3 separate regions of the Mus musculus genome follow, and regions 1 and 2 are each linked to region 3. A link is a contact called in public Micro-C data. All regions are on one chromosome and are shown on one strand. Each heading gives the region's core, a stretch centred on a gene start, on an enhancer-like site or on the middle of the called end of the contact. The rest is flanking DNA. Distances are from core to core; before and after follow the strand shown. Region 1 holds the start of Fn3krp (fructosamine 3 kinase related protein). Region 2 holds the start of Rab40b (Rab40B, member RAS oncogene family). Region 3 holds the start of Ogfod3 (2-oxoglutarate and iron-dependent oxygenase domain containing 3).

Region 1 (3,573 bases), core at 300-2,799, 220 kb before region 3:
GTTCCAGACTAGCCTGGGCTACATACAGATGGAAACTGCCTCAAAACAAGCAAACCCCACTTCCTGCGAGAGAGAATGTAAACTCGAAGGAAGTAGGCACATCTCTGTCAGTTCAAGGCCATTCTGGGCTACGTAGTGAGATCCTGTTTCAAGAAATTAAACAATAACCAAAAAGAAAAAAGACAAGAAAAAGAAAAAGAGAGAAAAGAGCCTGAACTCAACTCCAAACAACAGAAAACACACACACACACACCACTAGTTTGAAGATGCAGCTCAGTGGTATGTATCATACTTGCTTAGGATGTGCATGGCTCTGGGTTCAACCTGTCATCACAAAGAAAAAACAAATCAAAGTGGAAATACTGAGGGCTGTAGAGAAAGGCTACTATATAAAAACAAGCAAAACCAGAACAGAGAGGCCCAGCTGTAGAACATGCAGGAGACCACGAAGACTGTGGCTGAGGGCAAACTGATGGCTGAAGACAGGGGTTGAGGCAAGTCCTGAGAAAATAAGGGTATTCCAAAGGTTAACACACATGGGAGAGGCAGGTTCCTTTCTTGAAAGAAAAATGACCACAAATGCAAAAAGCTAGGCTCGTGGCTAGAACCTGCAATCCCAGCACTCCAAGAGACAGAAACAAAAGGGTTGAGTTTGGAAGTCAGCCTTAGTGACAGAAACCAACTCTAACGTGGAGGGTGTGTAGGGCTTAACAAGAAGATAAACACCTTCAGTTTCGTCTTTAAAAAAACTTTGCCAAGTTCTACAGAAGCCATCCACGTCCCTTCCAAACAAAACCTGGAGTGAACAGCTTAAAATGACAAAGGGACAGCAGCAACCAGGAACACAACTGAAGCCTTGGGGCTCTCACCCTATCTTCCATTGGGCGCTTCAGAAAAAGTTCACTCTCAAACAGAACGTGGTGGGATGAGTGTGTTATTTTGATCCTTTAAGATCTTTGATCTGAGTTTTGAAATAAGCTCCAGATAAACACGAGTACTCTGGCGTTTCTCAAAACTAACCAGCCAGACGTGAAGGCTTTCTCAAAGAAGCGGGCATAGCAATCTCTGAATACCACGCGCTGCACCTGCATAGCCACCGTTGCCTTAGCGGGCACAGCGGGCAAGGGCAGGGAAGCCGGAGGCCAAAGGGAAATCGCCGGGCTGTGGACAGCGGGCAGAGACTGTCGCTGAAGACTGAGTCTCTAGCGCTACCCAACCCGGGTCAGCTCAGGATCTCACACACCCCGGACCCAAACCACCGCCCCATTTTAGCCTCGGGTCAACGAGCCCGACCCTCACCCAGCGCCGGTGGCCCTACCTCTGCCTTGGAGTTCACTTTCACAAACACTCGTCCTTTGTCCGTGTCATAACTCTGGCCCTGGCTAATGCACCCGCCTCCCGAGTGACCCGTAGCTTTGACCGAGCTGCAGCCCAGCTCCCGCTTAAGCAGGGTCTCCATGAGAGCAGTTCCCCAGCCGACCCAGTTCAGGCCTGGAGCAGAAGCGGGTACAGGGGCGGGGCGGGGTAGACACAGACCAGTGACGGGATTGGGTGACAAGAAGGAAGGGGCGGGGAAACCTTTGGGAGGGGCGTGGCCTGACTGGTTAGGATTGGTTGAGAGGCAGAGAGACCGCTGCCAAGTTTTCTCTGGCTGCTGGAGCGCAGGAGCCGGGTGGTAAGTGGGTGGAGCGCCCAGCCTCCCCGCTCTGGTGTGCTGAACTCTCTCAATTCAAACCTGTTTAAAACAATTCCCAGACAGCTGTGTAGAAGGACGGAGGTTGCTCCCTCCGCTCCGGGTTCTGTCTGAAACCGCCAGCGAGGTGAAGCTGAGCCCTTAGGGTTTTGCAGAGGATGACGCATCCTTTCTCAGGGATGTGCTGGCCGCGAGACCATTTCCCTGGCCAGGAGGCCTGCCCTCCTGTGGGAGGTATGGAGGTCCTTGTGCCTACAAGTTAAGCACTAGTAGAACCAGGAATGTAACGCAGAGTTGTTCCTTCGAAGGAAAGGATGCATAGCCTGTGAGCAGATGTAGTTGCCCAGGACCTTTGTACTAATCTGTGTGCTGGACCACACGGGATCCTCTCCCAAACCCTTCTCATGAGTTTGTCAATCTACAGAACCGATCTTTAAGATGTTGATCCCACTGGTCAAGAATAAGACCACATAAATTAAATTAAATTTCATGTAAGCTTTAATACTTTAAGTACTGCCCACGTGGATGTACTTTGGTCAGATCCTTGCCCAGGTTCCCAGGGAAATGGCCCCAGTCAGATTTTGCAGGGGCTTAAAAAAGCAAAAAACACAATTCAGCGCATTTCCAGTCAGGTCCAATCAGTGGCAAGCATACATTCTGACGTATTTCCTACTCATATACCTCCCTTCCACGTGTGAGCAAGCAGATCTGGTATAGATGGGCCAAATAAACTTGTTTAAAGAAGTGAAAACTCGTGACTTGTTATTTTCCATAAATAATAGCCTTTAGCATTTCAAGAAGTATCTGTCCTTGGGCAAGGAGCTTACAGGTCAGATGCATTTTTTTTTTTCATGGATCGCTTAGGCATAGTAATTAAAACTTAAAACATAACTTTGGCTTTCACAATGTCACATGTACGTCACAAAGAGTTTCAACATACTCACACCTTAAGTTTTATTTTGCACACAAGATTGAGTTGATCACCAGGAAATTTTTCACTAAATTGTGCTGCGACTAAAATATGCCTAAATAAACTACACTGGGTCAGACTTGAAGTTTGAACCAACGCCAGTCACCTAGTCTTATTAAACAGAACTGCCACTACCGGGCAGTGGTGACACTTGCCTTTAATCCCAGCACTTGGGAGACAGAGGCAGGTGGATTTCTGAGTTCAAAGCCAGCCTGGTCTACAGAGTGAGTTCCAGGACACCAGGGCTACACAGAGAAACCCTGTCTCAAAAACAAACAAACAAAACAAAACAAAACAAAACCCAGAACTGACTTCTTGCCTCTGCCTGTCTATCCTTATTCTGCTAGCTGTAATGGTTATAAAGACCCTCTCCAGCCCTCCCTGTCCCAAACGTAGAGTAAAAGGACCAGAGACAAAGGGAAAAACACCTTGACCCTGACTTGACTCCAAGCCAAATCCAGGGCCAAGAAACAGAAACACCAATCCCTGAACATGAAATCACGCCAATCTCTAAACTTGCCCCAAGTTTAGGCCACAAAAATTTCACCAATCTCCAGGACAATCTGGAAAGCTCCCCACCTTCACCCCAAGAAACCCCTCACAAAGCCTGTGTTCTGCTCTGCTCCCTGCTGCTTCTCATCCAAGCAGAGGCAGCCACCCTCCTGGGTTTTCCCTCCCAATAAATATCTCGTATGAGGTTTGTTGTGCAGTGTGATTTTGTGGAGCAGAGCTGTAACACTTGTCTTGAGGAAATTTTCCCCCACTGGAGCAGAGCTACAACATTTTTGCTGGAGAAACGTTCCCCTGCAGGAGCAAAGTTATAACTTATACCCTGGATGCTCACCCTCCAGCACTCAGCTCAGCTGTCCTCTCAGTCTGTCCGAGCTTCCAGGTCTGTGACAATGATCTG
Region 2 (3,873 bases), core at 1,283-3,782, 180 kb before region 3:
CTTCTTTTTTTAAATAGTGGTTTCACCAGCACCTCAATCAGGCAGTCAGTAACTAATAAGTTTTGAAAAATAAACTGGTAATCCAAAGTGAACATTTTGAAGTGCAAATTGGGGGCTGTAGACATGGTTCATCATTTAAGAGTGCATGCTGCTCTTCTAGAGAACCCAAGTTTCGTTCACAGTACCCCATCAGGTGACTCACAACCACCTGTAACTCCATCACCAAGAGATCTGACCACTTCAGATTTCTGTGGACATCTACATACACAACAGTGTACATTCACACAGACATACGGACACATATATTTGGAAATAATAATTAAAAATAAAGCCAGGATGGATGCAAGTAGCAAAAGTACAATTCTTGTGTGTTGGGGTTGGTTTTGTTTTGTTAACACAGAGTCACATTGTGTAGTCCTGGTTGGCTTCAAAGCCATTAGTTAACCCAGGCTAGCCTCCAATGCACAATACTCCTGCCTCAGCCTCCTTACTGTAGGGATTTGTATTAAGCCTGATTCTCAGAGGAACAAAACTAATTGTGGTGTGGGGGAGGAGGGTGTGTGTGTGTGTGTGTGTGTGTGTGTGTGTAAAATAAAGAGTGATTTATAAGACTGACTTACACAATAGAGCTTGCATGATGGAAAGGCTGAGAACCTAATACCCCAGTAAGCAAGATGACCCAGCTTCAGGTCTAATGCTGAAGACCTGGAAGATTCCTAGAAAGCTACCAGTATTCAGTCCTCACAGGAAGCTGGAGTGTGATGGATAGCAGTGGAGGTGGCTATGGCAACAATGTATACAGTTGAGATGAAAGAAAGGCAGTCAGTTGATACTGCTTCTCCTTGTACCTCTTAATGTCTGTACATCTTCATGTAAGATGGCAGCTACTTAATCTTTTCTCCCTCAATGCTCTCTGGAAACACCCTCACAGACATGCCAAGGAGTGTGATTCTTAGGTGATTTCAGATCCTACCACGTTGAGGAGATTACCAATCACAGGATTACAGGCAAGCCATCACACTGGCTAAACTCTTACCTCAAATGCTGTCATCCCACATGGATGACAATGATAGGCTGGTGAGATATGAGTTGTGACAGAAAAAGGCAAAAGTAGAATTTATCTAATACACTCTAGTGCAGCTTTAGTTGGCAAATCAATAGGGAAAGGCTGTCTGGACTCAGACATTCTAAAGCGCTCTCTCTAAGGAAGGTTTTTCTGTGTGGGCGATTGTTGCCATGTCATGGTCCTCTGAAATAATTACAGCTCAGGTATTCTTGGTTAGCAACAGTGTAATCTTGAGTCAAAGATAGTATTCTGAGTCAAAAATGGCTCAGCGAGACCATCCATTCTAGCTGGGTAGTGGTGGCCGATGTCTTTAATACCACACTCAGGAGGCAGAGGCAGGCAGATCTCAAGACCAGCCTGATCTACAAAGCCAGTTTCAGGACAGAAAGGGCTACTCAGGGAAACCCTGTCTCGAAAAACCCTATCTCAATTACCTATTCTAGACTGGCAGCCATATCTTGTAATTAGAGCTTATTATAGTCAACTCTTTGAAAGGATAGTGTTCCTGCAGGGAGGCAGCGGTCACCTTGCTCCAAGACCAGCCTGTTCTGAGCCAAACCGGCCTTGTCCTGAATCACAGCACAGCTGTGGCGCTTAGAACAATGTTCACAAATGCTTTCGTAATTTTCATCCACTGCTTTTTCTTTTCCATCCGGAAATGTATCCTTCTTAACAGAGAGGAGGCACGATTGCAAGAGGTGCTTCCACTTCAGGTTGTATAAAGATGTAGGTAGCGGGGATGCTAAACTATGATTACTCTAAATAACTTAGTTCCCACTGGTGAGGTGCTCCTGAACAGAGAGCAGATTCACTGCTCCCTTGGGGTAAAAGAGATCAGAGACAGACAGGTCCCCGTCATGTGCTCTCTGACAACAACCTCACAGGCACACGATGCACACACACACACACACACTCACACTGACATGCATGGACAGAAACCCGTGGAGACCTCGAGGCACCCACTAGCAGACACCTTTAGAGGTGCACTTGTCCATGTGTCCACTTGGTGCTGAAACTCACAACTACCTGTAACTTTAGTTACATCTGATGCCTACATGAACACATGAACATGCTAAGCTCTCACGCTAGCATTCAAAGCTCTGTGGAGCTGTGGGACAAATTCTCGTTTCCAGGCAGGGATTCAACACTTCCCACACCAATCTGGAGCCAACTCCTGTTACGCACTGATACAGGGGAGGGAGTAAACACTGACCACGCCCCTCCTCTCTATGCCATTCTTCCATTGGTTTGCAGGAGCAAACCTCTCCCCCCCCCTTCGGTTTCTTCTGGCTCGGCCTTCGGACCTCCATTGGCTTAGGCAACAAGTCCTCCCAGGAGAGGCGGTGGGCGTGGTGCGGAGGCGTAAAGAAATAGATGGGCGAGCTTGCTAACCAATGAGCATGTGTATATACCTCAGCAACTGAGGCTCGCCAATGGCAAGGTAAGGTGGGCGGGGCTCTTCAGCTGTCAAGCTCCCCCGACCGGTGGAGCGTTCGAGGGGCCCGCGGCGCTCGGGGACCCTCCGCCGCCTGCGCGCAGCCTTGGGCCGGTATGGGCGGGGTGGCTGGGCCGGCATGATGAGCTCCCTGGGCAGCCCGGTGCGGGCCTACGATTTTCTACTTAAGTTCCTGTTGGTGGGCGACAGCGACGTGGGCAAGGGAGAGATCCTGGCCAGCTTGCAGGACGGAGCAGCCGAGTCTCCTTACGGCCACCCGGCGGGTGAGCGCGGCTGCAGCACCCGGAGGCGCAGCGCTGGGGTGTCGGTGCGAGCGGCCTCTCCAGCGTGGGTCCCGGGAGCGGCTGGGCAGGGCTAGGAACCGCATGCTGGGGAAGACTGCGCTCTGTGGACGGAGTCCGCAAAGCAGCTCAGGGTGGTCGTCGAGGGACATCGCAGGTGCTAGCTACGTGTTCGGAGAAGTGTGTGGGATTACAGGAGGCGTGGGCAGAGAGACAGCGGTCCACGGAGCTGAGGTCTGAGACCACAGTCTCTGAGGCTATGACCTTTTGGTGCGTGGAACTGCAAGCAGAGAGTAGCAAGACTAGACTCCAGCCTTTGATTCCAAGCACTAAGCTCTGTGTCCTAGTGGACAGGACTTCCAAGAGGAGGAAGAGGAATCTAAGTGACCCTGTAGAATTGGCTAGGGTGTAGGAAGGAACCCAACTAAGAGACTGGAGTCCAGGAGACTGGACACGGGTGAGACCAGAGCGTCTCAGGCTCCAGGGCAGTGAGCAGTGAGTGTCCTAGAAGCCTGAAGTTTAAGATCTTGCACCCCAGAGGAAGGAGACAGAGTGGCAGAATCCTGAGCAGAACATCCAAGAATAGTCACGTAGTGATCCATCCCTTTGACTGTGGCTGTGCACAGACTTCAGTGAATGCCTATTGTGTTGTTGTGGGGGTTTCAACACACCTTTCTAATACAGACCCTGCCCTGAGGCCTGCCACCCTCTGTTCTTTGGGCTTGCAGACTGCTTCCTGCATCTCCAGCCCCCTGGCAATGCCACAAGGCAAGGCCCTAAAACTGTGTGGTCCAATGCCATTTAACTACCAGGTTGGACCGCACAGATTTAGACCTTTCCTTTAGGACAAAGCTCTGTTGGACAGCATTACTGCGAGAACAAGGGCGTGACTGAAGACAGGGCTGTCTTCAGGTCCTGGTGCTCAATGAAACACCCAGGCTTCAGCAGAGGCAAAAGAGTAAAACGTTTAACAAGCCCCCAAAGGGGACGTGAGTCCCACAGTAAATGACTGATGTGGGCAGAGAGAAAGATGTGGATGACATGTGAGCAGACTTGCTGCTGGTTGGCTT
Region 3 (4,005 bases), core at 1,356-3,855:
CACCTGGCTTGCTCAGCCTGCTCTCTTATAGAACTAAGACTACCAGCCCTGAGATGGTCCCACCCACAAGGGGCCTTTCCCCCTTGATCACTAATTGAGAAAATGCCTTACAGTTGGATCTCATGGAGGCATTTCCTCAACTGAAGCTCCTTTCTCTGTGATAACTCCAGCTGTGTCAAGTTGACACAAAGCTAGCCAGTACAATTGACCCCTTGTCAACTTGACACACAAACACATCACTAGTAAGCCTCAACCCTTACAATCTTATTCATCCCCATTCTAAATAACTTTAAAAGTCCCACAGTCTTTACATATGCTTAAAATTTCAATCTCTTTAAAATATCCATCTCTTTTAAAATCCAAAGTCTTTTTACAATTAAAAGTCTCTTAACTGTGGGCTCCACTAAAACAGTTTCTTCCTTCAAGAGGGAAAATATCAGGGCACAGTCACAATCAAAAGCAAAAGTCAATCTCTAACCGTCCAATGTCTGGGATCCAACTCACGATCTTCTGGGCTCCTCCAAGGGCTTGGGTCACTTCTCCAGCCAGGCCCTTTGTAGCACATGTGTCATCCTCTAGGCTCCAGATGCCTGTACTCCACTGCTGCTGCTGCTCTTGGTGGTCATCTCATGGTACTGGCATCTCCAAAACACTGCATGACCCCTTCAGTCCTGGGCCATCAATTGCAACTGAGGCTGCACTTTCACCAATGGCCTTCCATGGCCTCTCACAGTGCCAATCCTCAGCTGTTCTGCTCAACTCCTTCATGCCTTCAAAACCAGTACCACCTGGGTGACTCTTACACATTACCAAGTCCAGCCACAGCACAAGGTACAACTTTGGCTATATCTGGAACACAGCCACTGTGCTCTCAGAAAACACCTCCCAGAAGATGTCACCTCAATGATGCTGGTCTCTTCTTAATCACCGCTAATTTCTTAGCTCCAGCTAACCAGCATCAATAGTCCCAGTAATGCAAAGTTTTTGCTTTAGTAGTTCTGGTATCTTGTTAATCACAGCTGATTCTTCAGCCCCAGCTAACCAGAACTACAGAATCTTCACAATCAAAACAGCAATGGCCCTGAAAAGAGTCTTTAATTTTCCCTCTGAAATTTCACAAACCAAACCTCCATCTTCTGCACTGTTCTCAACATTATCTTCCAAGCTCCTACACAACATCTGACAGAGCTCTTAACAACGAATGGATCTTCAAGCCCAAAGTTCCAAAGTCCTTCCACAGTCCTCCCCAGAACATGGTCAGGTTGTCACAGGAATACCCCACTCCTGGTACCAATTTGTCTTAGTCAGGGTTTCTATTCCTGCACAAACATCATGACCAAGAAGCAAGTTGGGGAGGAAAGGGTTTATTCGGCTTACACTTCCATACTGCTGTTCATCACCAAAGGAAGTCAGGACTGGAACTCAAGCAGGTCAGGAAGCAGGAGCTGATGCAGAGGCCATGGAGGGATGTTCTTCATTGGCTTGCCTCACCTGGCTTGCTCAGCCTGCTCTCTTATAGAACTAAGACTACCAGCCCTGAGATGGTCCCACCCACAAGGGGCCTTTCCCCCTTGATCACTAATTGAGAAAATGCCTTACAGTTGGATCTCATGGAGGCATTTCCTCAACTGAAGCTCCTTTCTCTGTGATAACTCCAGCTGTGTCAAGTTGACACAAAGCTAGCCAGTACACCACCCCACCCCCTCCTGAGGAAGGAGGATTAAAGTTTAAGACTTGCCTGGGCTATAAAGGAAGGTCAAGGCTAGACTTTGCAACTTAATAAGACCCTGTCTCCAGACTAATAAGTAAAATAAGGACTGGATTGCTTAGTGGTACAACACTTGTCTAGCATGCAGAAGGCCTTAGGTTCAATTCCTCGTACTGAAAAACAATTAAGGCAGTGGTAATTTGGAGAGATGGTGACTAGCTCCGTGATACAGCACCGGCTGCTCATTATGCCAGGAACCCTGCGATCCACCCTGGCTACTGCAAATAACAACAACAATAACCTGAAAAGGGAATAAACTCTACATATATCAGAACTGACTATAGTTTCCATTACAGTTCATTTCTGGAGGACACTGAAGCAGTCAAGATATTAGAAACAGTTTTCCTACCTTCTGTAAAATCACAAGCGATTATTAAAAAGAATTACAGAGTTGTGCATCCAGTTGCATGATTTCACCTGCTCGTCCTGTGCAAGGACTCAAAAGTCCTAGCCTTAGGAACCACACCCCCCCTACGCTCGCCCTCAATCCCCAACCCTGCCCGACCTGCCACTCTCAGGCAGTTCAAAGTCCCTGACAGGCTTCTCAATGCAGCTCTCGGGGCCGGGGAAAGGAGAGGGCGGCGGCCGTAGGAGACAGGTCATCCGGGCCCAGCACAATCGGTGGCTGTGGGCTTGACTCACCCGCGTCGCCGCCGCAGCCCAGCTACAGGAGAAGACAGAATTCCGCAGGTGCCTCAGGGTTGCAGTGCCAAGGGCCGAGAAGGCTCCGCCTCCCCCCACCCCACCCCACCCCCGCCACCGCTCGGCCTCCGATTGCTCTCGTCTGGCCGTGAGCCGGACGAAGACCGAGCGCGTCGCTCCCGCGTCCCGACCCCGTTCCCGCCTCGCTTTCGCTGTCGCAGCTATTGCCCCGAGTTTGGTGGCTCTCGTGTCGTAGCTGGCTCTGCGACGGCTGGGCCCGATGGCGCCTCAGCGGAGGGGACCACCCAGAATTCCCGAGGGAAGTAGTGCTGCAGAGCGCCGGCGCGCGACCAGGTAGCGGGATCCTTAGGGACCGGGAGGCCGCGCGCCACAGCGGGCGGAGCCTGACTGGTGTGTGTGGGCGTGGCCACTCCGAGGGCGGGGTCGGAGGGAGGCAGAGCGTGGTCTTGATTGCTGTGTCCTTGGCAGAGTGAGGCGTGGCCATCCCAGGGGTGGGACCTAACAGGGGTGGGACGTGCTCATGACAAGGCGGGGTCTGACTCGTGTCTGGGTTGGTCCCTGGCTAGAGGTGACAGGTGGGACCAGCCCTACTGAGACTTGAGCAGGCTTAATTTAGAGAGAGGGCGTGGTAGTGTGGGCGTGATTGATGTGTTGGGGCGTGACTTGGTTAGTGTATCCTGCGGCATCCTTTCTATAGTGAAAATGTCCACGTGGCTGCCCACCTCCAAGCTCTGCACAGAGGCCCTGCCCACAGGAAACCTCTTCTTGGAGTCGAGCTGCATTCAGTCACGTGAACAGGTTTCTCTCGCTAGGGACCCTTTTTGAGCCTTTAGGACTCCCCACCCACTACATGGTCTGTCTCCTCACATCTCTGCTGGTTACCTCATCCCAGCCTTTCACACCTCACCTATCCAAAACTGGCCTTGTGAGCCTCTGTCAAACCCACACCTGAAATGGTAACTAAGAAACGGAGTCCTTAGGGACAGGGACCTAACTCTGACAATTCTGCATGTATTTTGAGACCTTTCCTGGACAGCAGAGCTCAGCCACTCTAGTTATACACACAGAAGTGTAGAGACACAGACACAGCTTCATCAGGGACCGGACCACACAGACCTGGGTCGTAGAGGAAACTTACACATATCATTTCTGACATTCTTCTGTGCTCTTTCTGGCTCCAGGTTTATGATTTGAGTTAAGTAGATATGCTTCATGTACGCTGGTTTACGTACACATGTGTTCGTGTAGAAACACAGGCTTGGGATGGGGCAGTCATATATGGATGCATGAGTGATCAGAGACTCACATGCCCTGACAATCCTCCAAATAGGTGCTCTGTGGGCTGGACAGAAATTACCTATGGTCAGCCCACAATTTTTTTGCCCATTGAAGCACATATTCAGCCCTGTCTGGTCAGAGAAGACAGGTCCATATACTGCCTGGGAAGCTCTTCTGAGGGGTGGTGATGGTGGGCATCCTGATAAGCTTGAGTTGTGGATGGAAGTAGATGCCCTACTTCCCACCAGCTGCCTCATAATTAGCTTACAAGTACTTCCCATATCTCAGGATTGATG

The links. Hi-C and Micro-C count contacts between places; a contact is called where the count stands out from the background.
Region 1: a Micro-C map of embryonic stem cells shows a contact between it and region 3, with 3 times the contacts expected there. The contact joins the promoter of Fn3krp here to the promoter of Ogfod3 in region 3. A contact is called at or near these places in 1 of 39 promoter capture datasets (pre-B cells), 1 of 484 Hi-C or Micro-C datasets (embryonic stem cells), 1 of 115 datasets of contacts at active chromatin or transcription factors (embryonic stem cells) and 3 of 9 other capture datasets (adipose tissue, liver and pancreatic islet).
Region 2: a contact with region 3 is called in a Micro-C map of embryonic stem cells, with 9 times the contacts expected there. The contact joins the promoter of Rab40b here to the promoter of Ogfod3 in region 3. A contact is called at or near these places in 3 of 484 Hi-C or Micro-C datasets (all in embryonic stem cells), 1 of 115 datasets of contacts at active chromatin or transcription factors (extraembryonic endoderm stem cells) and 3 of 9 other capture datasets (adipose tissue, liver and pancreatic islet).

The regions. Positions count from the first base shown.
Region 1 is chr11:121,419,349-121,422,921 of GRCm38.p6, reverse strand. It overlaps Fn3krp (fructosamine 3 kinase related protein), which reads right to left and starts at 1,549. Exons shown (of 6, transcript NM_181420.3): 1 at 1,319-1,549. The coding sequence starts at 1,459.
Region 2 is chr11:121,386,910-121,390,782 of GRCm38.p6, reverse strand. Rab40b (Rab40B, member RAS oncogene family) reads left to right here and starts at 2,532. Exons shown (of 6, transcript NM_139147.3): 1 at 2,532-2,785. The coding sequence starts at 2,641. It overlaps Mir7236 (microRNA 7236), which reads left to right and starts at 3,579; the gene lies at 3,579-3,638.
Region 3 is chr11:121,203,248-121,207,252 of GRCm38.p6, reverse strand. It overlaps Ogfod3 (2-oxoglutarate and iron-dependent oxygenase domain containing 3), which reads left to right and starts at 2,605. Exons shown (of 9, transcript NM_025402.2): 1 at 2,605-2,764. The coding sequence starts at 2,691. It also overlaps a transcript of Hexdc not described here.